4 separate regions of the Mus musculus genome follow, and regions 1, 3 and 4 are each linked to region 2. Evidence: chromatin contacts called from public promoter capture Hi-C data. All regions are on one chromosome and are shown on one strand. Each heading gives the region's core, a stretch centred on a gene start, on an enhancer-like site or on the middle of the called end of the contact. The rest is flanking DNA. Distances are from core to core; before and after follow the strand shown.

Region 1 (5,471 bases), core at 2,411-4,910, 2.8 Mb before region 2:
TAAATATGATGAGTATCATACAAAACACCCAAGCAAGTTTACTTCCTTATTTACTAGAAACTAACACAAATGAAGTCAAGCAAAAAACCTCAGAATTCTAACAGAAAACTGAATCCGAAATGCTTTAAGTACATTTATACTACTTAATGTTAACAGCATGTTACTTTGTGAAAGGATATTTGAAACTGTTTCTAGTTAGGGTGTGGCTCAGCCCTTTGCACACATTTTTAATCCCTCTGGCTGGAATACAGACATGCCCTTAGTATTCACCTTTAATCTCAGACAATGAAGGGAAAGTTCGTTGGGAGAAGGAAGCATCCGAGTTTGTAAGTGATGTCTCATTGAGAGGACAGAAAAATGATGAGTCAGAGAAAGATCTGACACAATAAGATCTGCCCAACTCTCATGAGAAGAGAGAGGAAAAGGAAGCCACTTGAGGGAGAGACCGAGAGCACAGGAGGAGGGGAGTGTGGTACAGGAACACAGTAGTTTGTGGAGAACAAGACAGAATTGAGAGGGAGAACAGAGCAGCACAAAAAGAGAATTGGAAAGAAGAGGGCAGTTTTCCTAGGACAGTTTTACAGAGACAGGTTGAAGAGAGAACAAGCTAGACACAGGTGAAGATAGAATGAGCCAGAGAATGAGAAGGAGCCAGAAGATTGCCAAAGATAGTTCAAGACCAAGCAGAGCAAAAAGCCAGACATGCAGAGAAGCCAGATTGAATCAGTGAGCTTGAGAGGAGTTTGAGACAAAACAGCCGGCCAGAGATCAGAAAGAAAAAGGAAGGGTGAGCTTAGTCGCTTAGTCGGCACAAAGTCTCAGGGGCTGAAAACACGCTAGGTCTAGATTAGATTGTAAGGAGGCTAGAAGCTCCTGGGACAAGGCACAGGTTAGCAGTCGGAAGCAGTAAGCCTCCGAGATGACAATTATTACAAGAGAGTAAAAGTTACTTTTATATTACTTTATGCGACCTATGTTCCATTGGCATTTCAGAACTTTAAACATGGAGGACAAATGACCATAATGCTATGGTTTGAATATGACACAGGCCCCATGGGGCTTTGGCACACACGGTCTTCATCCAGCTGGATGGTACTGTTTCGGTAGACTATGGAAACCTTTGGAACATGGGGCTTAGCTGGTAGATATTGACCAATGGACAAAACTTGAGGCTATATCTCAGCCCAGGGACCAGTCCCATTCTCTGCTCCCTGATCTTCCAACAGGTGAGGTACCTCTGTCACACACTCCCACTGACATGTCTTCCGCACCACAATGGACTGTATCCTTTGAATTCTGGGCAAAACTAAACTTCTCTCCCCTTAAGTTGGTTCTGTCCAGGATTATTCCATGCAATAAGAATTTGTGTGTGTGTGTGTGTGTGTGAGAGAGAGAGAGAGAGAAAGAGAGAGAGAGACAGACAGACAGACAGAGAAAGAGACAGAGACAGAGACAGAGACAGAGAGAGGAGGAGGTGATGAGGAAGGGTTGGAGAGAGGCCCAGTTGTGGGAAGCCACATGTGCCGTTGCAGAGTGGCACTGACTACTGCTGGCCACCACGCATAAGTTTGGACAAACAACCAATGTGTACATATGCAGTAAAGTTTTTTGCAAAGACACTGCCTGGCCCGGGCATGATAATGAGGTTCTGTAAGGTACTGAGAGTATAACCAATCAGATGTGAGACATGCAAATGAGGTATGATAATGAGGTTCTGTAAGGTACTGAGAGAGTAACCAATCAGATGTGAGACATGCAAATGAGGTATGATAATGAGGCTCTGTGAGGTACAGAGAGAGAGAGTAGCCAATCAGATAAGGAACATGCAAATGAGGCGTAGTGCATAACCAATCCGGGTGTGAGACACGCCTCTCCTAGGCCTATAAAAGCAGCACCAGTTCTGGGCTCGGGGTCTCTTCGCCTCTACAATCAAGCTCTCCCAATAAACTTGTGCAGAAGGATCCTGTTGCAGCGTCGTTCTTCCTGGCCAGTCGAGCGCGCGCAAGACCCAGCGATTAAGAGCATTAATCACTGGCTGCTCTTCTAGAGGTCCTGAGTTCAATTCCAGCAACCATGTGGTGACTCACAATCTCCTATAATGGGATCTACTATCCTCTTCTAGTGTGTCTGAAGACAGCTACAGTGTACTCATATAAATATTAACAAATAAATCTTTGAAAAAAAAGAAAAGTTCCTATGTATACATAGTTATAGATCAAACATGTCTATTTACAAAGTGATACTTACCACTTTGCAAGAATCCCTAGGCAGAAGAGTCATCTAGGCTGGAGTGGGTGGAGCAGGTTTTACAAAGACAGTAGGCTTTCAGGGCTAGCAGTTTAGCTCACTTGGTAGAACACTTGCTTGTTGGTGTTGTAGTTGCCTCTCTTTCTGGGATAAAGCACCATGACCAAGACAACCGACAAAACAAAAGTGTTTCACTGTGCTTATGGTTTCCTAGGTTTGAAGTCCATGATGGTGGAACAAAGGCATGCTGGCCTCAACACCTGAGCGCTCACCTCTTGATGCACAAGTAAGAGGTCTAGAAAGCTAACTCTAAATGGTGTCTTTTGAAACCTCAGCGCCTGATCCTAGTGAAACCCTTTCTCTAATAAGGGCACATTTCCTAATCCTTCCCAAACAGTTCCAACAATGGGGACAAAGTATTCAAGCACATGAACCATTCTCATCCACAATGCTCTCATCACGTACAAAGTCCTGGATTCTATCCCCAGTACCACATAAACTAGAAGTGATGGCTCACACCAGTAAGGCATTCAAGATTATCCTCACTACATAGCATGGTTAAGGCCAGCTTAGGTCAAATGACACCCTATCTAAAAAAAAAAAAAAAAAAAAGTAAATAACAAGTGAAAAATGTAGGGAGGTGAGAGGAAGATTTAAATAATCAGGGGGAAGGAGAAGAGATCATATTATCCTAGATCATGGGGGAAGATGAAGAAACCAAGATGCAGGAATGGGCAGGCAGGGAGTAACTGAGGAGAGTAGTAAGTCATTCTACAAAGAATTTACGACAAAGCTGGTGGAGGTTACACTTCAGTTTACACGCTTGTCTACCTGGCCCCCTCTGCTTGGCACTCTCCATGTTGCTGTAGTCAGCTCAGCCACATGACTGCAGAAGAGGCTCATTATTCAACGTTCTTCAAGTCTCTGCTCTGATTTTGAGTCATAGCTGCTGGAGTTAGAGACTAGGGCAAGTAAGCCTTGAGCTCTACTGAAGCAATAGGATAGCAGGACAGGCCCGCTGGTAGCCCAGGAGGGCTTCGCTTTGAATTGCAATGAGCTGGGAAGTAAAGGGCAAGGGGAGGTCTTCGTTCCTACTCAGGGTGGACGACACCCTTTCGACCCTCCATAATTGATGGGAAGCCTGAACCAGGCATGCCCCGGCCTTAATAAGGTTCCTCAAGGACCGGCTGCCCCGGAGTGGCATGCGATCTGACAGCCACAGAAATGCACTGAGCCAGTTCTTTAATCGGTCAGTGCCCCTCAGTCCCGCGCCCCGAAAGCCTCGATCCCACTCGGCCCTCAACCCGTTCCTGCGGCAGCGTGCACGCGGAGCGGGAGCTCTGGAAGGACGTCGCGAGTCGTTTCCCGCGCCTCGTAGGCCGCCGCGTGCGGAATCAAACCCGGCGCGGGTTCGTACCCGGCCGGGCCGCGCGCGCTCCCGTTCCCGTTCCCGTTCCCGCGGACGGCTCAGCCCCGCCCGCCGCCAGGCCGCAGCCGAGCTGGGCGGGGCCGCCTGCAGCCCGAGCGCGCGGGCGCACGGCAGGAAGCCGCGGGCCGCCGGGTGTGCGCAGGCGCGCGGCGCCCCGCCTCTCCAGCGTCCGTAGGGGCGGGCGGCGCGAGCCCTCCCACTCTTCCCCCGCGCCGCCTCACGGCTGCGGCCCTCGCTTCACCCGGACGCCCGGCGTGCGCGCCCGCCCGCCCGCCCGCCCGTCCGCCCGCCCGTCCGCCCGTCCGCCCGCAGGCCCGGGGCTTCAGCCCGCTCGTCCGCCGCCGCTCTCGCCGCGGCCCCGCTCGCGTCCACGCTGCCTCCCGGACCGGCGCGGACGCGGGCCACCGCTGCCCCTCCCGCCGCCACCCCGCCCCCTCCCCGCCTGTTTCGCCCGCCTGCCGCCGCTCCGGATGAGGTGATGGCAACGGCCAACTTCGGCAAGATCCAGATCGGGATTTACGTGGAGATCAAGCGCAGCGATGGTGAGCCGCGCCTCTGGCCGCGTCGGGCCGGCTGCCCCTTTGATTGCTCTACGGGTTGTGGGGGCGGGAAGGCGGCGGCCCGGCGCTTTTGTGTGCGGCGTTGTGCGGGTGAGGCGGGCGTGGGGTCCGCCCGGGCGCCGCTGCAGTGCGGGGCCCCGGCCGCAGGGCGGGAGCCGCTCCCGGGTTCGCGGTCCTCTCCCCCCAGGGGACTCCGTTAGGGTTGCCCGTGCCTCGCGCTGCCTCTACTCTGCCTTTTACCGGTCTCTGCCTCGGTGGCGTGGAAAGGGTGGTAGCGTGAAGATCGGGGATGTCGGCACCGAGAGACCCGACTGGCAGCCAGAGGCCATTGGGGAGCCATCCGGTTGTTGTTAAGTGCTATCCGGTTGTCAGGCCTCTTTGCCTGTTCTCCCCCAAGCATGCTGCTTTCTTCTGCTGATCCAAGTGCAGAGAAGGCTGCACTCGGCCATGAAAAGGGGTGGGGGAGTAACGGGAAAGAAATACTCGGTACGCTTCACCAAGGTGATGCTACTGAAAGGGAAGGAGAGGATGGAGAGAGGATGGACGCAGTCCACGGGAGACACTCCTGAGAGGGTGGGCGACCGGATGTTGATATTTTCACACCCTGGGGAGGTAACTGAGAGAAGTGTAAGGCGAGGGGAAGAGACATGTTTAATTCATTTAAAAAAAAAGACCCATAGGCTGCTTATGGATGTTGCTGTAGGTTCCTCGTAGGGGGGAAATATTTTTATCACTTCTAAGTGTAAAGTGAAAATCATCCATATTGTAAATGAAATAACTGAGTAGAAGGGGATGAATGAAATGCTAGTGTTAGGAATTGATTCTTGACTGCATCTCACTTGTACCCAATTCCTTTTACTTAATTGTGGCCTATTCACCATCCTTTACCGCAATTAATAAGGGCATGGCCAAAACACCCATTTCTTGGTTTCTACCAAATTTGATCAAGTCACATCAGTATACATGAGTAGATTGGTTTTCCTGTTATTTATGATGTGTTGGAAGTGGTTAGTGATTTTTTTTTTCTCTCCCTCTTTGCAGCTGAAGTAATTTGGTAACTGGAAGGATTATTTTGTGTATTATATATTTTTGAGAAAATACATTATAACTTGTAGAGCTTTAGAAGTTACCAAACGGAAAAGGGATACTTTCTTTACTTGGATTGGAGTTTGCTTTATCAATTCTCTGAAGATGACTTTCTTGCAATCATTATGCTGTCTAATGCCATTTTATTT
Region 2 (5,438 bases), core at 1,223-3,722:
ACCAAGATTTCTCTAACCTCTTTAAACTATACATTCGGACTTTTCCATTTTTGTCTTGTCCTAATTTCACAGGCTCTTAATTATCCATTTACTTCTTGTAGAAAGGTAACCTTGACTCCTTCATAATGCCTTACACATTTCTCCTAAGTATAGTTTTTTGCATTCTACCATAATACCCTTAATGGTGCATTATATACAATATTATGAATGACCTCTATAAGCAAAAAAAATCTCCCTGAGAACCAAAACTACCATTATTTTTTTTCTCTTTCTATAGCTTATCAAGTATAAAAATTTTTAAAAGAATGCTTTTAGGTATAAAATCTATACAAATAATTTATAAAAAAAATAGTTATGCGGAAACTAACACGGTTTCTTTCCTAAGTCAATTATGTAAAATTATATTAATATATCACTTTTATCTGTTGAAACTTACATCTTCCATGTCTTTCCACATTTCTTCACATTCTTTAATAAGTTCTTCCTCTGTATCTATAACAGCTTCCACATCTGTAATAGTATCTGGATGTACTTCTTGTTTATTCTCTGACATATCCTTTATAGTTTTCTTCACCTTACTGCAACTACTAACGTTAAAAAAAAAAAAAAAAGACACATGCATTAAACAACTATCTGCTGAATGTAGGAGTGACTAAAAAAACAAAAAGTCCTTTTTATCAAAAGAGAAACATGAACACGCACCTGTTGGAGGGAATATTTTCATATAGCCATTATTAAAAAAAAAAAAAGAGTATGGATGTTAGCAAAAATTAGAAACAGAACTACCACAGGATCCAGTAATTCCACTATTAGATATATATCCAAAGGAAACTAGCATGTTAAAAAGATGTTTACAATCTTGTTTACTATAGCACCATTCACAATAGCCCAGATATGTAATCAACTAAGTGTCCACCTAATGAAGAATGGATTTAAATTTTAAAAAGTTCCATTGTAACAGGAGAGTCAGTAGAAAAACAAGAGTGCAAAATTCAGGTAGGTGAGGAGATGTATTGGTAAGAGCTTGTGGAAGGTGTGTTTGAATTACTTCTTCCAACTAAGTGAAATGGAACCTAAGGTGATCCACTGTGAGGAAGTATCAAGGAATTTGAATTTTAAGAGCAGATACAGCCAGGTGGTGTGACCCCTGCCTTTAATCCCAGCACTTGGGAAGCAGAAGCAGAGGCATTCGAATCTCTGTCCTTTCAAGGACAGTCAGGACATAAAAGAAAAATCCTATCTCAGAAGGGGTCAGGGTTCAGAGAAATAGCTTATCACATAAAGGCTATAAGGTTTACAAACAAAATTTTAAGAGGAGAGGGGGAAAGGTTACAGAATGTTGGTTTTTTTTGTTTTTTGTTTTTGTCTTTAAGAAAACTCAAAGAATATAAAGCAACTTTGGATAGTAGCCCACTTTAAATTACTAACTAGTGGCCCAATTAAAACAACAAAAGATAGCATATTAATGAATATAGTCATCCAGGGCAAGGTTACTAGATGGCTGTTGTAAAGATGATAGTGTATCATGAGGTACAGTTAGGTAATTTTAAGGATGTAGAGAGGACCTGTAGTTTACAACATCAGATGTAAATCAGAATAAACACCGCCCCAATGTATTTTTTTACTCATAAGGAATTTTTAAGTCTTAAATTGCTTAACCTGTAAATTACCAACGGAGAAGTGGTACAGGATGCAGCTTTGTTGTTGGAATAGACAGAACACGGTAGCATGCTCCTAGGTTAAAGGTGTCAATAACGCGAAGATGTCAACTCCCCCCAAATTGTCCTCTTTTATCTTAATTAACATCTTAAAGGCGACAAAAACTCTGTCGCACTTGATGAGGAAATTCTAGACCTATACAGAAATATAAAGATCCAGAAATAGCAAAGGCTCATAGACTATATGCTAATCGTCAAACATAGAGCAGGCAGGTGGAGACGCGGGAACGTAACACGCAGGCCCTTCGTGAATTTCTCGCGTCACATACATACACATTCCAAGTCAAAAAGAATATTCTAAATGGGAGGCCACCTTATAAATTACAGTAATTTCAATATATAGTTTAGCTGATAGAAATCTACTTCATTCTTTTTAACAAAAAGTTCCTTCCAACCCCGCCCCTCGGCTTTTTCGGGAAAAAACAGGTAGGTTCTAGAACAGCATTGGCCCGAGAGGCCGAGAAGCGCGAGACCTCCAGTTCGTAAGGCGTAAGCGTCCGATCTAGGGGGTACCTGGGTCCCCCAAACCCGCGAGCTGCCATCCTCCTTGACAGAAAACTGGGGCCTTTGCCAGTCAGAGCCGGTTTCAACTCACTTCAGTCCTCCGGCCTCCTCAGCGCTCTCGTCAACACAGCCAAGCCGCGCTGTTTACGCGCGCTGCTCGCTGATTGGACCAGCTGCGCCCACCGCAGCCAATCAAAAAGCGCTTCCGGCAGCTGACGGACAAAAGCTGCGCCGCGGCTCGGGGAAACCTAGTTCACTCGGTCGTCGCGTCTCTTCTAACGCCTCGGACGACATGGCGACCGAGAGTGGGAGCGATTCGCAGCTGAGGAGGAGAAGGCGCCGAGACCCAGAGGGATCAGAAAAAACGGAACTGAGCGAGCGAGAACCGGCCCTGGCAGTGGCGGGGAGCGAAGAAAATGATGATGAGAATGAAGAGCGCTGGGTCGGGCCTTTACCGGTGGAGGCAACCCTTGCCAAGAAGAGGAAAGGTAGCAGCGGAGAGCCCGCGAGCAAGCTGGACGGCTACTCCGGCCGAGTGGGAGGGTTGATCTCAAGCACGCCCACGGGCGGGAGTGAGATTGTGGGTTTGTGCACTTAGAACGGACGATCTTCACTGCATTTCCTCCCTAAAGAGTGAATTGGTGTTAGTATGGCGTGTTAAAAAAAAAAAAAAAAAAAGGAACACCGTTGATTCCTGACTGTCAGAGATGATACAAACTAGTGCTTGTCTGTATTTCTGTGTTTGGATGCTTTTTTTGACCTCATAGCTGCTGTGTGAAGTTGGAATTCCTAATATTGATTGAGCAGGTGTGGGAAGGAGCTCTCAGAATCATAAACACTTAAGCTTTCAACCCTGACTCGTCTAGTAATGAATTTTCAAACTCAGGGGAAGTTGCTTAAGCTAGCTGGATATGAAGCCATACTCGAGACAATATAGTAAAGTTTTGCCACTAACGTGAATAATAACAAGATTTTATAATATTAAAGTTTGGTAAAGAGATAATATTTACTGTTTTAAAGACTGTTCTAGGAACTTTTTCATAAATGTCTTAGGGTTGTGTGTGTGTGTGTGTTCGTTCGCTCACGCGTTAATCTCAATTCTGACTGTGGAACTATTTAAAAATCTTTTATTTTCAGAACAAAGCCCAAACACCTTAACATGGATTATGAGGCAGTTTGTCTCTCTTTATTTCCCCAAGCAGGACTCCCAATTCTGTCCATTCTCAAAACCCTACCTTGTCCTTGAGCAAGGGCTCCTCTACGTTCCTGTCCAGATACTGTGAAGTGTCTCTATCTGGAGTCATTTCTCTCCTTTAACCATGCTAGCTTTTTAACAGGTCTAGGTTTTAGGTCAGTGCTTTTTGAACATTGGATAGTGACACCCTTTAGTTAGCTCCTTACTTTTTCTGCCCAATCCTGCTTTTGCCTTCGAGGCACTTACTACTTTTTGTAGTTGTGTGTTTACTCATGTGACTTCCTGAACACTACTAGCCTAATCATGTAAGAACAAGGATCTTGTACTTTCGGCTCCAACACTTCAATACAGTGTTTTGCATACAAGTTTAAATGAATATTTTATAACATTTGTGCTGTTATTATTTCACCTAAATATTACTACAAGAACTGCTTAGGTGGAAAGAATGGAAGGATAATTTAGGAAGGAAAACGAAACAAAATGAAAAAGAAAAACCAAACTTTGAAATGCTGACATAGGAAACAAGTGTCTTATGAACAATAGAGTTGGGACAGGAATAGGTATATCATGTGAAAAATCTTTTCCCTTAGCCAGATTTTTTTTTTAAGCCAACCAATGGAGTTTGAGTTTGAGGGAGGATGACAGGTGCTTAGTGATTTAAAATTTTTGGAAATGTAGGCAAGATTAGACTTTTGTGTGTATATGTTCACAATGATATATGGTTGTTTTATAGTACTTTGAGTTAAGCTATTTTTTAAACATTTATTATTATTATTACTATTATTTTATGTGTAAGGGTGTTTTGCAGGCATGTATACTATGTGGGTGTCAGGTATATTATGTGTTGGTGGGACCAGAGAGGTGGGAACGCTTATACTTAGTACAAGAGTGGAGGGCAGAGGACAATGTCACCTTGTAGAGTTGGTTCTCTACATCCACCTTTGTGTGGATTCCAAAGATTGAACTCAGGTTGCCAGAGGCAAGCATTGTTACTCGGAGCCATCTTGCCTGTCTTAAAATAAACTATTTCCTAAGGAAAATAATTATGTCTTTCTCTTCTTTCTGTGCATGTTCCCTTGAATATATTTAAATGAATTAGTGAACAACAAAAGCAATCTGGAATATAGGAAAATATTCACTACAGAAAATTCCAATAAACAACAGCATTAAAAAGATACTGGAGTACCACTTTTATGAAATAAGCAGCCCAGGATTGGTGTGACTCCAATGTTCCTAGGCACGTCCTGCCCTAAGATGACTGGTATATGGCCCTCATTTTCATTGTCCTGGGCTCTTAGAATTAATGCTGTAATCCTAATTAATACCTAGCTCCAAGCTGAAAAACTGAAGAAGGGAAGAAAGGAAAACTTTTTAAGAATGTGTATGTATATATGTGTGTGTGTTTATATACATATACGTATATTATCACAAAATGCTAATCCTAACCCTTACTATACAGTTACTACAAGAACCCAAGAAAGGCCATTTTAAGAAAATTTTACTAGGCACACATAAAAATGGGGATTCTGTTACTAAAAAAAATTTGAAAAGCAATTTGTCATACATAATTTTGAGTGTGCCACATAGCAGTAACAAGAACCTAATAGTTGGTCATGTTTAATTTGCTAGCTTTATATAGGCAAGTTTGATCTTTTTATTTGGAAACAGTGCATTTTCTAAAAATTGATCATGGCTCATCATAAAATTAAGATTTTTTTTTTGATGATCATCGATTTTCCATTTTTCTAGGTGTTATACTTTAGAAAACTATCTGAAAGGCACTCAAGTAGATTTGCTAGGATTTTCTCAACTATAAACAGCTAAGTGTTTTGTTTGTTTTTATGTTTCAGGTCTTTATACTGACTCTTTAATAGAGGAATAATGTCTTTAAACATACATCTTACAAATAGCTGTCAGCTTTTGTTACATTAACACTTACTACTAGTTTCTATATGGTTATAGAAATCATTTCCGTAAAGCTTTATATTTCTTTACACATTCATATTAAGCCAGAACCATTC
Region 3 (5,742 bases), core at 3,241-5,740, 2.6 Mb before region 2:
AGGGTAGAAAAGATGTGATATGATCAGGTTTACAATGAGATTCATATGATCTGTGAAAACTGTGAGCCAGAGGCAGAGAAACCATTTAGGTATCTGTTATAAGTAATATTATCTTCATAAGAAACACTGAGTTGAATTTGAAATAGACTTTGGAGGGAGGTGGCCGAAGCTGCTAAGGAGGGCCAACAGGTATTTATAATTGGATGGTATGCAGGTTAGTTTTAAATTGTGTTATTTCTAGCTTCTTTTTATCTTTGTATCTTAATATGCCCTCATGACATATTTGTTTAGGCCTTTTAAATTTTAAATGTACTTTGCTTGAGAAAATGGTAGTGAGTTCTTATGCATTCTTTTGATGATCCCATATTTTTATTTTATCTACTAAAAAGTTCATACACAAGGTAAATGGATACCTAGTGGTTAGCTGTGATTAACCTGACAGTGTTGCTTGAGAGTGTCACAGGAGTAAACCCTCTAGAGGAGTTGCATCTTGAGCTGATGTGTCTGCATCTGCTTGTTAGTTTTCATTTAGAGCTTCTTCAGCACACCAGGGCAACTTAGTAGTGAGACTAGAGCACAGTCTGCTTAGCACACTTTTTCTTTTCTTACATAATACTGGGAAGAGAAATTGATAATCTCTTGCCAAAGTGTGGGAAGTAAAAAGAAAGCAAGAATTTAGCCAGCATTTTAGGAAGCAGTAAACTTGATTAGAAAGGACTCATGAATTTTTTTATAGTTGTAGAGGACAAAACACAGCTATAAACAAAGTAGTGTTGTTTGAAACAAGTAAAATACAGGCCTTTGTAATGATTCTTTCTACACTTGATTCATTGGACTCAGCAGATGGCCCTGCAGAAAGAAAGAGACCCGGAAGCCATAAAACAGCAGCAGGGAAAGAATGAAAAACAAAACCCATTCTAAAGTCACCACTCTGCTCTCCTAGCTTCTGTCTTGAGTGACCTCCTCGGAGGTCTCTCTTCAGCCTCCCCTTACACAGCCATGCCCTTCTGCTTTAGAAAGTTAAAAGCCCAGGTTTGAGCAGAGTCAAGTTGTTGGATGATGTTCTACGCTGATTTTCTAGCACAGCTTCTCCCTCTTCATGGATTGCCCATCAAGCCGAAGCCGTAGATGTGCCGTTGGCTATCAGCCTTGTGGGTTGGCTCAGAATCTCTTCTTGCTTTGTCATGTCCTTGCCTTCGGCCTGTTTGAGCAAACCTGCCTCTAGAATTCCTTTTGCGTCTTTTCTGTGTTCCTTCTTGGCTCGTTCTCTGCATTGCTAATATACTACATTCACTTAGAAACTTATATTCAGACCATAAGAGGATTTGAGATAGTGCATAAGAAAGAGGAATTTAAATAGTGAAGCTTCCCCGGGGCAACGAGGGGGCACAAGGATAAAAGACTTAGTGCTGAGCCAGTGCAGAAGGAAGCCTTCGGGACTGCATGCTGTTGTTTTCCAGCAGAAGGGAATACTTTAGTAGGAGAAGGAAATGGAAGTTTTTGAGCTTTCATAAGGTATTTATATAAGGGACTGTAACAGAACTCCCAGCTTTAACAATAGGTCTTGGCTCCCTCTGGCAGCAGTATGTTGTTCCTAGGAGAGTGGCTTCAGCATCAACTAATGTGGCTTGGCAAACAGCACCACAGACCCAGGTTCTCTCTACTTTATCCCTCAGCACACCGGCCTAATCTGCAGGCTGTTTTCTGCATGGGTACAAAGTAGCTCCAGGGTCACATGACAGTGCTAGTGTCAGACACTCTCCTCCGTGTCTTTCCTAAAGATTGAAGTCAACTTCTTCTAGAAACCATTTCAAAGCATTTGTCCCTTTTATCTGCTTGAGCAGAGTTCCATAAACATGCCCCTTAATGAGCCATCATTGCCTAGGCGAATAGGACTGCCATGATTTGTATTGTTGAGTGCTGGCTGGACCTGGGGCTAGCCATTTCAGAAGGGTATGCTGGCCGGGAAGCAGTGAAGCCCGCCCGGTGGCTTCCGTTCTGATAGGGATGGAGGGTGAGGCGATGCTCAGTGGTTAGCTCTTCCTAGCATGCCTGCAGCTCTGAGTTCCATCTCCAGTACTGCAGCAAAACTAAATGAAAGGGAGGAGGATGATGATGTGCAGTGGCCATTTTTAATATTTCCAGTTCAGTTTTACGTAATTTGTGCTGATTAGTTTTTTGTGACCTTGACACAAGTGAGGGTCATTTGGGAAGGGAGATCTACAATTGAGAAAATGCCCTATTCCGATTGCCCTGTAGGCAAGTCTCTGTAATATTTTCTTAATTAATGATTGTTGTTGTAGGATGGCCTAAACTACAGGGTGTAGTGCCACCCCAGGCAGGTGGCCCTGGGCTGTGTAAGAAAGCAAGCTGAGAGATCCTGGGGAGAAAGGCAGTGAGCAGTGCCCCTCCATGGTCTCTACTTCCCTTCTCCAGGTTTCCTGCCTTGAACTCAAGGCCATTTTCTTCATACTGTTCCCCTGGGTCAAATTTGAAGCATCTAAATTTGGTACACTGAAATACGGAAAAGTTCATTTAGGCTAGGAAAAGTTTAAAGGACACTTAATATATGTTTGTAAAGCCATTCCTTTCTCACTGAAAAAATAACAGGTGACTTAGGGCAGAGAACACTTAAAGAATTGATGTTTCTTACCAACATTTGTCTGTTGGGTTTGACATTTTTGAGTTTTTTGTTGAGAAAGATTGTAATTTAGCATCCTAGTGCCTGGAGATACTCAGTAATTTCTGCTCAGGTGTGTAATGGAGGAGTGGCTGGATGTATTCACAAGAGAGTTGTTATTTTAAATGATTATTGATAGTATTTTATGACTATAACTATTATTAGATTAAAAGCCTCCATATGTTTTTGCTTATTAGAAATCTCATCTTGTGCATTCCAATTAAAGTGTGACAGCTTGCCTTTAATCTTTGTTAACAAAATGAAATTTTACTTTCAGTTGGAGCTTCAGAAGATAGTTTCAACTTTATGCTTTTCAGTAACAATTTTTTGGTGTTTTGTTTTTTGTAATATATAGCTCAATGGTACATTGAACATACATAGTCCATCCTGAGTCAGAAAAACAAGGTATAGTTTTACAGCTTTCACAGACGTGAATGAGTATAATTGTTCTTTAGGTAGTTTTTGGTCATGAAAGGAAGGGAGGGAGGGAGGGAGGGAGGTAATGAGGGAAGGAAGAAGGGGAGGAAAGAAAGAAAGAGGAAGAAAGGAGAGAAAGGAAAAAAGAGAAGAGAAGAGAAGATCTTAGTCGGGGATTTATTGCTTCAAAGAAACACCATGGCCACCAAGAAAGTTAGGGAGGAAAGGGTTTATTCAGCTTACGCTTCCAGACCATAAGACTTTGTTGGAGGAAGTCAGGACCTGAGCTCAAGCAGAGATGGAACCTGGAGGCGGGAGCTGATACAGAGGCCATGGAGGGTGCGCTTACTGGCTTACTTTCCATGGCTTGTTCAGCCTGCTTTTTTATATAACCCAAGACCACCAGACTAGGGATGGTATCACCCACAGTGGGCTGGGTCCTTCCCCATTTATCACTACTTGAGAAAATGCCCTACAGCTGGATCTCATGGAGGCATTTCCTCAACTGAGGCTCCTTTCTCTGTGATAACTCTAGCTTGTGTCAAGTTGACACACAAAACCAGCCTTAGATAACCCCCCCCCTCACACACACACACACACACACACACACACACACACACACACACACACACACACCAGATTCTTCATTGTGCTAAATCCTTTGGCATCAATGAAGGCAGGGCAGAACATTTTTACTATGTAAGTAGCAGACCTGAAATGATGGCTCTGTGGTTAAGAGCACTTGCTGTTCTTCCAGAGGACTTGAGTTCAGTTCTAAGCACCCAGATTAGGCAGCTCACAACTGCATGTAACTCCAGCTGCAGGGGTATTGGGCATCACAGGCACTGTATTCATGTGGCATAGACTCACAAATAAAAAATTAGTCTCTTTCTCTTTTTTGCTTTGTTTTGTTTCTTGAGACAGGGTTTCTCTATGTAGTCTTGGCTGTCCTGGAATTCACTGTAAACCAGGCTGGCTTCAAACTCAGAGATCTGCCTACTTCTGTCTCCTGAGTGCTGGGATTAAAGTCGTGCATAATCACTACTAGGCAAAAGTAAATCTTAACAAAGAAGAAGATGAAGAAGGAAAGGAGAAGCAGCAGCAGCAGCAAGCCAACATGTTTTGTTTGTTTTGTGGTGCAGAAGAATTTGAGACCAAAGGAAAGAGGGAGAGGGGCTTGCATAAAGACCAGTATGTGTTGCAGTTGAATTAAAATCTAGTTGGCATAAAGTGGCCATAGATGGAGCCATCTTACTCAGTTCTGAATTTCAGCCAGGGATCCAGACTCCCTTCTGACCTCTCCGTTCCTGCCCGGGTGCTTGAGCATTGCCTGTGCTGTATCATCTCAGCAGACCCAAGCACTGCGACTCAGAAAGACAGGCAGTGAGTGAGTTGGAGGCCCAGCTTCCTTGTTTTCAGGAGTGACTGGGAAAGGTGCAGGGTTCCCAGAAGCTGTTGTTGCTAATGGCGGGGAAGGACACCCAGGTCTGCTGTGACAGGGAGCCTGGTACATTTCTGATACTAGCAGTTGGCCTCAATCCTAAATTAATTTTTGAATAGTTGACTTTGGTACTGTCCTTCCCCTCAATTTGGTGTAAAACATTAAGAGAAACCAAATCCTCTCTGCCGCAGTCTGTTGGTTAGAACCGTAAAGCTCTGACAAGTTTCTGAGTTCTCCTTTTCAAAATTAGGAAGCTGCGGGTTTGTTCCACTGATGGTGATTCGCCAGACGGCATTCATTTCTTGTCTCCCTATAATGAGTGTTGGAGGCGCAGGAAGCTATGCTTCTATTTCCTCTGCTAATGTTTGAGAGCAGTGGTGCAGATAATCAAAATGAAATGATTTCTAACTGTCCTGGAGCCATGGGTGCCACTGGGGACAAGTTCCTCATAGTGGAGAAATTTCATTTGGAGCATGCAGTGGATCGTTGGGTAATCAGTGGTTTGACGATGCTCTGTTAACGTCACTGCATGTATAGTCACAGATGGATGCACAGGAGCTTAGGGGAGGTGGCTTCAGCGTAATTCTTGATGGTTTGTTGGTTTGTCTTGTTTTGTTTTTTAAAGAAAGATATAAATTGTCTTTTGACTGATAGTTGATTCAAAAGCTTCCTAGAAAGAACCTTTTAAAAATTTATCATGTGTTTATATTTTCCCTCCCTTAAGTAGCTCAAGTTAATCTTGGGATACTGATCTTCCTGCCTTGTTCTCATAAGTTATAATTCACTGTATCAAATGCCCAAGTTAAGTGTTCCACATTCCCTTTGCTGTGGCCTATTTTAAAATGGGGAGTTTGTAAAATATACTACTAAGAAAGCCTTTCTGGTGTATATGTGTTTCTGGTGTATGTGGTGTGGAAGCAAGAGACCAATGGTGAGTGTCTTCCTTAAGATTCCCACCTCAGGTTTTGATACAGTGTCTCTCTCTCTCTGAGCCTAGAGCTCAGCAGTCCTGCTACCCCACTGGCTAGCAAGCCCAGTGATGCTTCAGTCCTGCCTCCGCCCTGCCTCGCTAGTGCTGGGTTTAGGAGTGTGCTGCTGCTGCTGCTGCGCCCAGCTTTTTTTACATAGATTCAGGGATCGAACTCAAGTCCTTGTGCTACGTAGCAGATATCCTTAACCGAGTCAGCTCCCCAACCTAAAAACA
Region 4 (5,617 bases), core at 883-3,382, 2.6 Mb before region 2:
GGCTACGGAGGAGAAGGAGTCCTCACGTCGTTCTGATCTTGTCTTGTGTGTCTTCCCTTTATTTTGAATTTAATAGACTTGCCCTTTAACTCTTTCCTGTTTGACTTGTATGATTTAATTGAAAATTGTGTGCATAGTATTCTCTCCCACTTTGTATGTTACTGATAATACTAAAAATAAATTGATAAAAGTCAGAAATCAATGGCTAAACTATGTATAATTATTCAGCTAGAAGACTTTTATTTATTTACTTGTATGTGGACGCATGCGTGAGATAAATATATATGTATGTGTGTGTGTGTATGTATGTATGTATGTATGTATATGTGTGGCACATATATCGAGGGCACAGGACAACTTGAGAGTTGGTTGTGTCCTTTCACCTTGTGGAGACAGGGTCTCTCTTTTTTTCTGCCACGCTGTATACTCTAAGCTGCCTGGCTTGAAAGCTTGTAGACAGCTCTCTTGCTCTCACCTCTGACTCAGAATAGGAGGATGAGATGCATGAGGTGCGTGCCACTGGATCTGGCTTCCTTATATGGTGCTGGGGTCCAACTCAGGTCACCAGGCTTGTATGCCAAGAGCTTTACCTTCTGAGCGGGCTGCCTGGCTCCTAAATCTTTATTTAAATAAAAAATTACGTTATATTCAGATTACTTTTCATGCCAAAGTATTCAAATTAATTCAGACATTCATATAGAGTAAAAAGTAATTCAGGAACATCTACTTTTACTCTTCCGCAACTCATTCCCTCCCTCCCCCCTCCCTCCCTCCCCCCCCTCATGTGTCATATGTAAACACATTGGTGTGTGTGTGTGGTGTACATTTGCACATGTGTTTGAAAACCAGAGTTCATCTTTTTTTTCAAGATAGAGTCTCTTGCTGATTTAGGTAGGATGCTGTCCAGCAGACCTCGGGATCCCCTCCTGTCTCTGCCGTCCCAATGCTGGGGTCTGAGTATATGGAACCACATCAGCTTTTTTGACATGGGTGCTGGTGGTCTGAGCTCAAGTGTTGATGCTTGCATAGTAAGCATCTTACCTACCCAGTCATCTCCCCAGTCTCTTCTCCCTAACTTTTTATCCAGGGATAAACTCTGTTAATAATTTGGTAAGGGAGTTTATGTTACTTTCCAACCCAGGGCATGGCCTTAATTTCCTCAATTAATTGATAGTAATCAGTATTTTCTAAACAAAAAATATTTTTAAAAATTCAAAATATTAGAATATTGTGTTAATATTTTGTTCATCCTAAATTATTTACTAACTTTATGTTCTTTTAAAAATCAATAAGTCTTCAGTAAGTATTTGAAAATAAATAGGACAATGCGCTTAAAAATTCTTGGTGTGGTAGTACATGCCTTTAATTACAGACTCAGGAGGCAGAGTCAGGCAGGTCTCTTATGAGTTCAAGGCAAACCTGGCTTTTATGTATAGAGGGTTCCAGGCTGGCCATGATTACATAATGAGACTCTGTCTCAAATGTTTTTATAAAGATCACTTTATTTTATATACTCCTATTTCAGTGTGCTTTTGATTTAGTGACTGTGATATTGAGCAGGGGAATGTCTGTCAGTAATGTACTTGGCTTCCGATCCTCAACACCTACCTTCAAAATCCAGCTGTGGTCCTAACTCTGGGGAGTAGCAACTGTCTGAGAAACTGTCTGTGAGCTCAGATTGTGAGAACCTAGCTTAACAAGCAAGTTATAGGGTAACAGAGGGGGACACTGGTGTCAATTCTGACCTTCACGCACGCGTGCAGGCATGCACGCACACACAAACACAGAGACAATATGTGTTGTTGATAACTAGAGACTTCTTATTTAGATTTTTGAATACCTCAAGTTTTCAGACATTTGGCTTTAAAATCCTCTTTCAAGTTATAGGAATTACTTAGGTGTATATATTAGGAAAACTGAGTGCGTTCTGAAAAAAAAAATACTTTCCTGAGACTTCCTTTCAACAATACTTTTGAAGCACAGATAAACTTGCTTCCTGTCTCTCAGTTTCCTGTATCCATGGCAACCCCTGTTTTACACATTGGCTGTAGAGGAACCAGTGTGAAGAGTGGCGTTTCCTGCATAGCCATGGCTTTAAAATTCAAAAAACGGTGGAGTGCTGGCGGTCAGCAGTGCCCAGAGGAACTGAGTTAAAGAACGGAGCTCTGCAGAGTTAAAACAAAGCCTTAAAGCCACGTGATGATACGAGTCCCGTATCCTTGGTAAGATTATTTAAGTACAGTTGTTTAGCCGAAAGAACCTGGTGGAAAAGTACAGCCTGCTTTTTCTGTTCGTATTTTCCTAAGTTATTATTTGATGTTAGGCTTCATATAGGTTATGGGGCATGTATCCAAAAATCGTTATCCTCACGTCATTTGTTATGTGTGTCAGAGTCGGTTCTAAAAGTTTATCTTAGCAAACATATTTTAGTTTGTTGAGTTTGAATTATCTTTGCTAAAGAATTGATTTCATAGCTGTGTTAGCAGTTCATACTGTCACCCATAATATGTGTTAACACGCGGTTTTGGCTTATCCTACTTTAAATGGACTATTGAAGTTTCAGTATTTTGATACTTTTGTTTTAAGACCTTTCTGACAATTTAAAATTTTGTCTTTGGAGTCAGTTCTGATGTGGAAAAAGAAGTTAGGTTGGGTTACATGTGGATTTTTATTTTCTCTTCCTTGCCTGTGTTTATTTCTGGTTGCTACCTGCTCTTTTTTTTGTTCGTTTGTTTGTTTTTAATATCATTATTGTTATTTGTATTCTTACCAACTCTAAATGGAAGACAGACTACCCCAGTCCTTTCACATTCCTTAGAATTTTCCTAAAGGTCCAGTTTTTCTGGATTTGGGAATAATGTTTCATGTTAGTGAAATTGGATTATTTAATTCTTTTCCAGAATTCTATTTGGGTAACTATCACGTATGAATATCTTAAAGGCTTTGTTCAGTTAAGCCATTTGTATTTTCTATCTTTAAACAGTTGTATAAATTGCTTAGCGCCTAAGGGGTGATGAGATGTTCATAGTTTATATTTGTGGTCTAACTGGGTGTCTTTTGTTCTAAGGACATTGATTGGTGGTGTGTAAAAGTCTACACTTACCGAGAACTCACCACTGTCCTAGACATAGTTGGTATACTTGTTCTGTTCCCAGATTCTTTTTATTGAACAATAAAAATTTAAGGACATAGATCTCAGACTTTCAATGTCTTATCTCTCTTCATTTTTTGTATCTAGAAAGTAATATCTTAACAAAAGTAACATTAAATGTTGTTACAAATCTTGAGACTGTCTTTAAGTTACCTTTTTGAATCATGACAGCCTTTTGCATTTATCAGTGAGCTATTAATGTAAATTATTCCCTCCTGAAGCGTGTAAAGATCATAAATGTCACTAGGATTGGGTTTAGTAAAATTAACAACCTTAAACATTTGACTTTAACTGAGAGTTATTTTAGAAATTGTAAACCTGATACATTTAGCTTGTTAAGCAATTTATTGTAAATTAGAAACAAGCATCTTAACATAGATAATAATACATTTGAACCTCTGGGAGCATCTTGAAGATCCTTAATCTGTCATTTAATAATCTTACAGAATTACATCCAAGGGTCCCTAAGCCATTGTCTTCATTGACTCCTCTTCAGGCAAATTCCAATTTTGAGAATACAAACTTTTGGGTCTTCAAGAGTGGCTAGCCTCGTCAGCCCTTGCTGTAAACATCTGTTATCAGAATCCCATATCTATGTGTGGCAGAACATTATGTTATATTAAATGGACTAACATTACAAATTGCCTTTACCTTGGACCAATATATCCAGAACTTGGGCTGTAAAATCTCTTCTATTCATCACACGACCACTGCACTAATGATGGCCTGGCATAAAGTAAGCACAAGTGGGAACCCGTTGGAAAGCCCTGTGGCGGAGAGCAGTCGCGTCTGGGAACCGGCCCGAGCTTCCCCGGCCAGTAGACCTTTTCAAGAGAGTACACTTGCTAATGCACTGGAGACGACCGCAGTTGTGTCTGCGCAGACACAGCTCACTTCTGTTACCTTGACCTCGGAAAAAAACACTGCTCTACCAATTGATGCCTCTTCTGTGTCAGGAAAAGCATCTCTCATTTGTACACAAGAAGTTGAGAAGTTGAATGAGGCCTTTGACTTTTTGCTAGCTTTTTTCATCTTAGCTTGTGTTTTAATCATTATTTTGATCTACAAAGTTATTCAGTTTAAACAAAAACTAAAGGCTCTAGAAGACTCAGTGGAAAATAGACTCGAGTATTACAGCTTTTATCAGTCAGCAAGGTACAATGTAACTGCCTCGGTTTGTAACACCTCCCCGGATTCTCTGGAAAGTTCTGGCTTGCAGCAGATTGGACTTGATAAACAAATTGTTCCTGAAAATGGGGCACAAGTCATTCTCTTTGAACATTCTGCTTTATGACTCAACTAAATATTGACTATAAAAAACTCCGTAGTGCCATGTGGCCATAAAATTTAATCCTTCTCATAGAATTATGTTAGGATTGTTCAAGTGTTTATAAATAATTTGAATAAAGTGTATTCGTTCTGCATATATTTTCTTTGATACTGTACCAAGATAAGTAGCCAACTTTCTGGGTACTAACATCATGTTAAATATGCCACAAATCATGTTTATCTCTAAAGTCTTGTAAGGTTGTAATATCTATATTAAATTACACATAAGGAAAAATGGGAGAGAGTTTAACTAATTTTTCAGAATCCTCATGACTTACGGTGTGTTTTAGCTCTGACTTGAGCCGAAGCTTTAATTTTATGCTTTGGTGCTGCCTAGGCACTAAGATTACAGTATTGAAAAACTAGATGTGGTTCCTAGTCTTGCTAGAACTCAAACCCAGAAGAAGACCCACGATTAGTATGCAGTATGCTAAGTGCTGTTCTCGGAAGCACTTTTGAATATGTGGTGATGAAGGGTAACTTTATGAAAAAAATAAGCATTAAAACTATCATTCTGTGCATAGACACACCTCTTGGTGCTCAAGAGGCAGAGGCAAGCAGATTGTGTGAGTTCTAGGCCTGCCAGGGTTATATAGTAAGGCCATGAGCCAAAACCAAGACAGAGCAGCAGCCACAACAAATACACTTTATCAGCAAACAGATTAACCCAGTAAAGAGAGCTGTCAGAAAGGGTACCATGTTAGAAAGATGAATGAACAAGAAAGAATACTGCTTTTCAGGACCTAAAGTCCTGACAAGATTTGCATCTATATAGATAGGTCAATGATTAAAGGCTATTATAATTTCATGCTTTATTCTGAGGGCCACTGGGAGCCCTTGAGAAATTTATCCACTGGAGAGATACTATGGAATTCACCCTCTTATAGAAAAAATTCACTCTTTGTGGAAGGAACAACATTAAGAAGCAGAACTATTAACTGGTGAGAGATGCCAGTGTAGTAGTGGGCAGGATGGATAGAAAGTTACTCTGCCAGTCTGATGACCTGTTTTGGTAATTGATTGAGGGGAGCTAAAAGATGTCCCGCTTTTGCCGTAGGCAATTCTGTACTCCATTCTGGAAGCTAAGGGATGATGTTGAGGCGGGTGGGCCAAGAGGCTCAGTTTTGAATGAGTAGG

Evidence for each region. Promoter capture Hi-C pulls out the DNA fragments that hold promoters and counts their contacts.
Region 1: a contact with region 2 is called in a promoter capture Hi-C map of pre-B cells, with 6 times the contacts expected there. The contact joins the promoter of 3830408C21Rik here to the promoter of Ppwd1 in region 2. A contact is called at or near these places in 4 of 39 promoter capture datasets (embryonic stem cells, liver, pre-B cells and 1 more), 2 of 484 Hi-C or Micro-C datasets (B cells and muscle stem cells), 3 of 115 datasets of contacts at active chromatin or transcription factors (astrocytes, embryonic stem cells and large pre-B cells) and 2 of 9 other capture datasets (adipose tissue and liver).
Region 3: a promoter capture Hi-C map of pre-B cells shows a contact between it and region 2. The contact joins the enhancer-like site here to the promoter of Ppwd1 in region 2. A contact is called at or near these places in 4 of 39 promoter capture datasets (the C10 cell line, embryonic stem cells, hippocampal neurons and 1 more), 2 of 115 datasets of contacts at active chromatin or transcription factors (embryonic stem cells and pro-B cells) and 1 of 9 other capture datasets (adipose tissue).
Region 4: a contact with region 2 is called in a promoter capture Hi-C map of hippocampal neurons, with 6 times the contacts expected there. The contact joins the promoter of Ipo11-lrrc70 here to the promoter of Ppwd1 in region 2. A contact is called at or near these places in 9 of 39 promoter capture datasets (the 3T3-L1 cell line, 3T3-L1-derived adipocytes, cranial neural crest and 5 more), 1 of 484 Hi-C or Micro-C datasets (CD4 T cells), 2 of 115 datasets of contacts at active chromatin or transcription factors (astrocytes and embryonic stem cells) and 2 of 9 other capture datasets (adipose tissue and embryonic stem cells).

The regions. Positions count from the first base shown.
Region 1 is chr13:107,020,759-107,026,229 of GRCm38.p6, reverse strand. 3830408C21Rik (RIKEN cDNA 3830408C21 gene) reads right to left here and starts at 3,660. Exons shown (of 4, transcript NR_015471.1): 1 at 2,248-3,660. It overlaps Kif2a (kinesin family member 2A), which reads left to right and starts at 3,875. Exons shown (of 21, transcript NM_001374727.1): 1 at 3,875-4,218. The coding sequence starts at 4,155.
Region 2 is chr13:104,225,878-104,231,315 of GRCm38.p6, reverse strand. It overlaps Ppwd1 (peptidylprolyl isomerase domain and WD repeat containing 1), which reads left to right and starts at 2,472. Exons shown (of 11, transcript NM_172807.4): 1 at 2,472-2,710. The coding sequence starts at 2,515. Cenpk (centromere protein K) reads right to left here and starts at 2,350. Exons shown (of 10, transcript NM_001377093.1): 1 at 2,314-2,350; 2 at 437-587. The coding sequence starts at 553.
Region 3 is chr13:106,812,454-106,818,195 of GRCm38.p6, reverse strand. All of the region lies in intron 28 of Ipo11 (importin 11), which reads left to right. All of the region lies in intron 2 of Ipo11-lrrc70 (Ipo11-lrrc70 readthrough), which reads left to right. Among named protein-coding and RNA genes, the nearest start is that of Ipo11-lrrc70, 21 kb to the left of the region's middle. Within about 2 kb of position 4,490, at least 87 of the 459 cell types and tissues checked have an H3K27ac peak or open chromatin away from gene starts, as enhancers often do. A contact at or near this core is called in adipose tissue and pre-B cells, where this site is marked.
Region 4 is chr13:106,832,817-106,838,433 of GRCm38.p6, reverse strand. Ipo11-lrrc70 (Ipo11-lrrc70 readthrough) reads left to right here and starts at 2,132. Exons shown (of 4, transcript NR_165805.1): 1 at 2,132-2,222. All of the region lies in intron 27 of Ipo11 (importin 11), which reads left to right. Lrrc70 (leucine rich repeat containing 70) reads left to right here and starts at 2,132. Exons shown (of 2, transcript NM_001378597.1): 1 at 2,132-2,222; 2 at 3,598-4,715. The coding sequence starts at 3,870. The coding sequence ends at 4,445.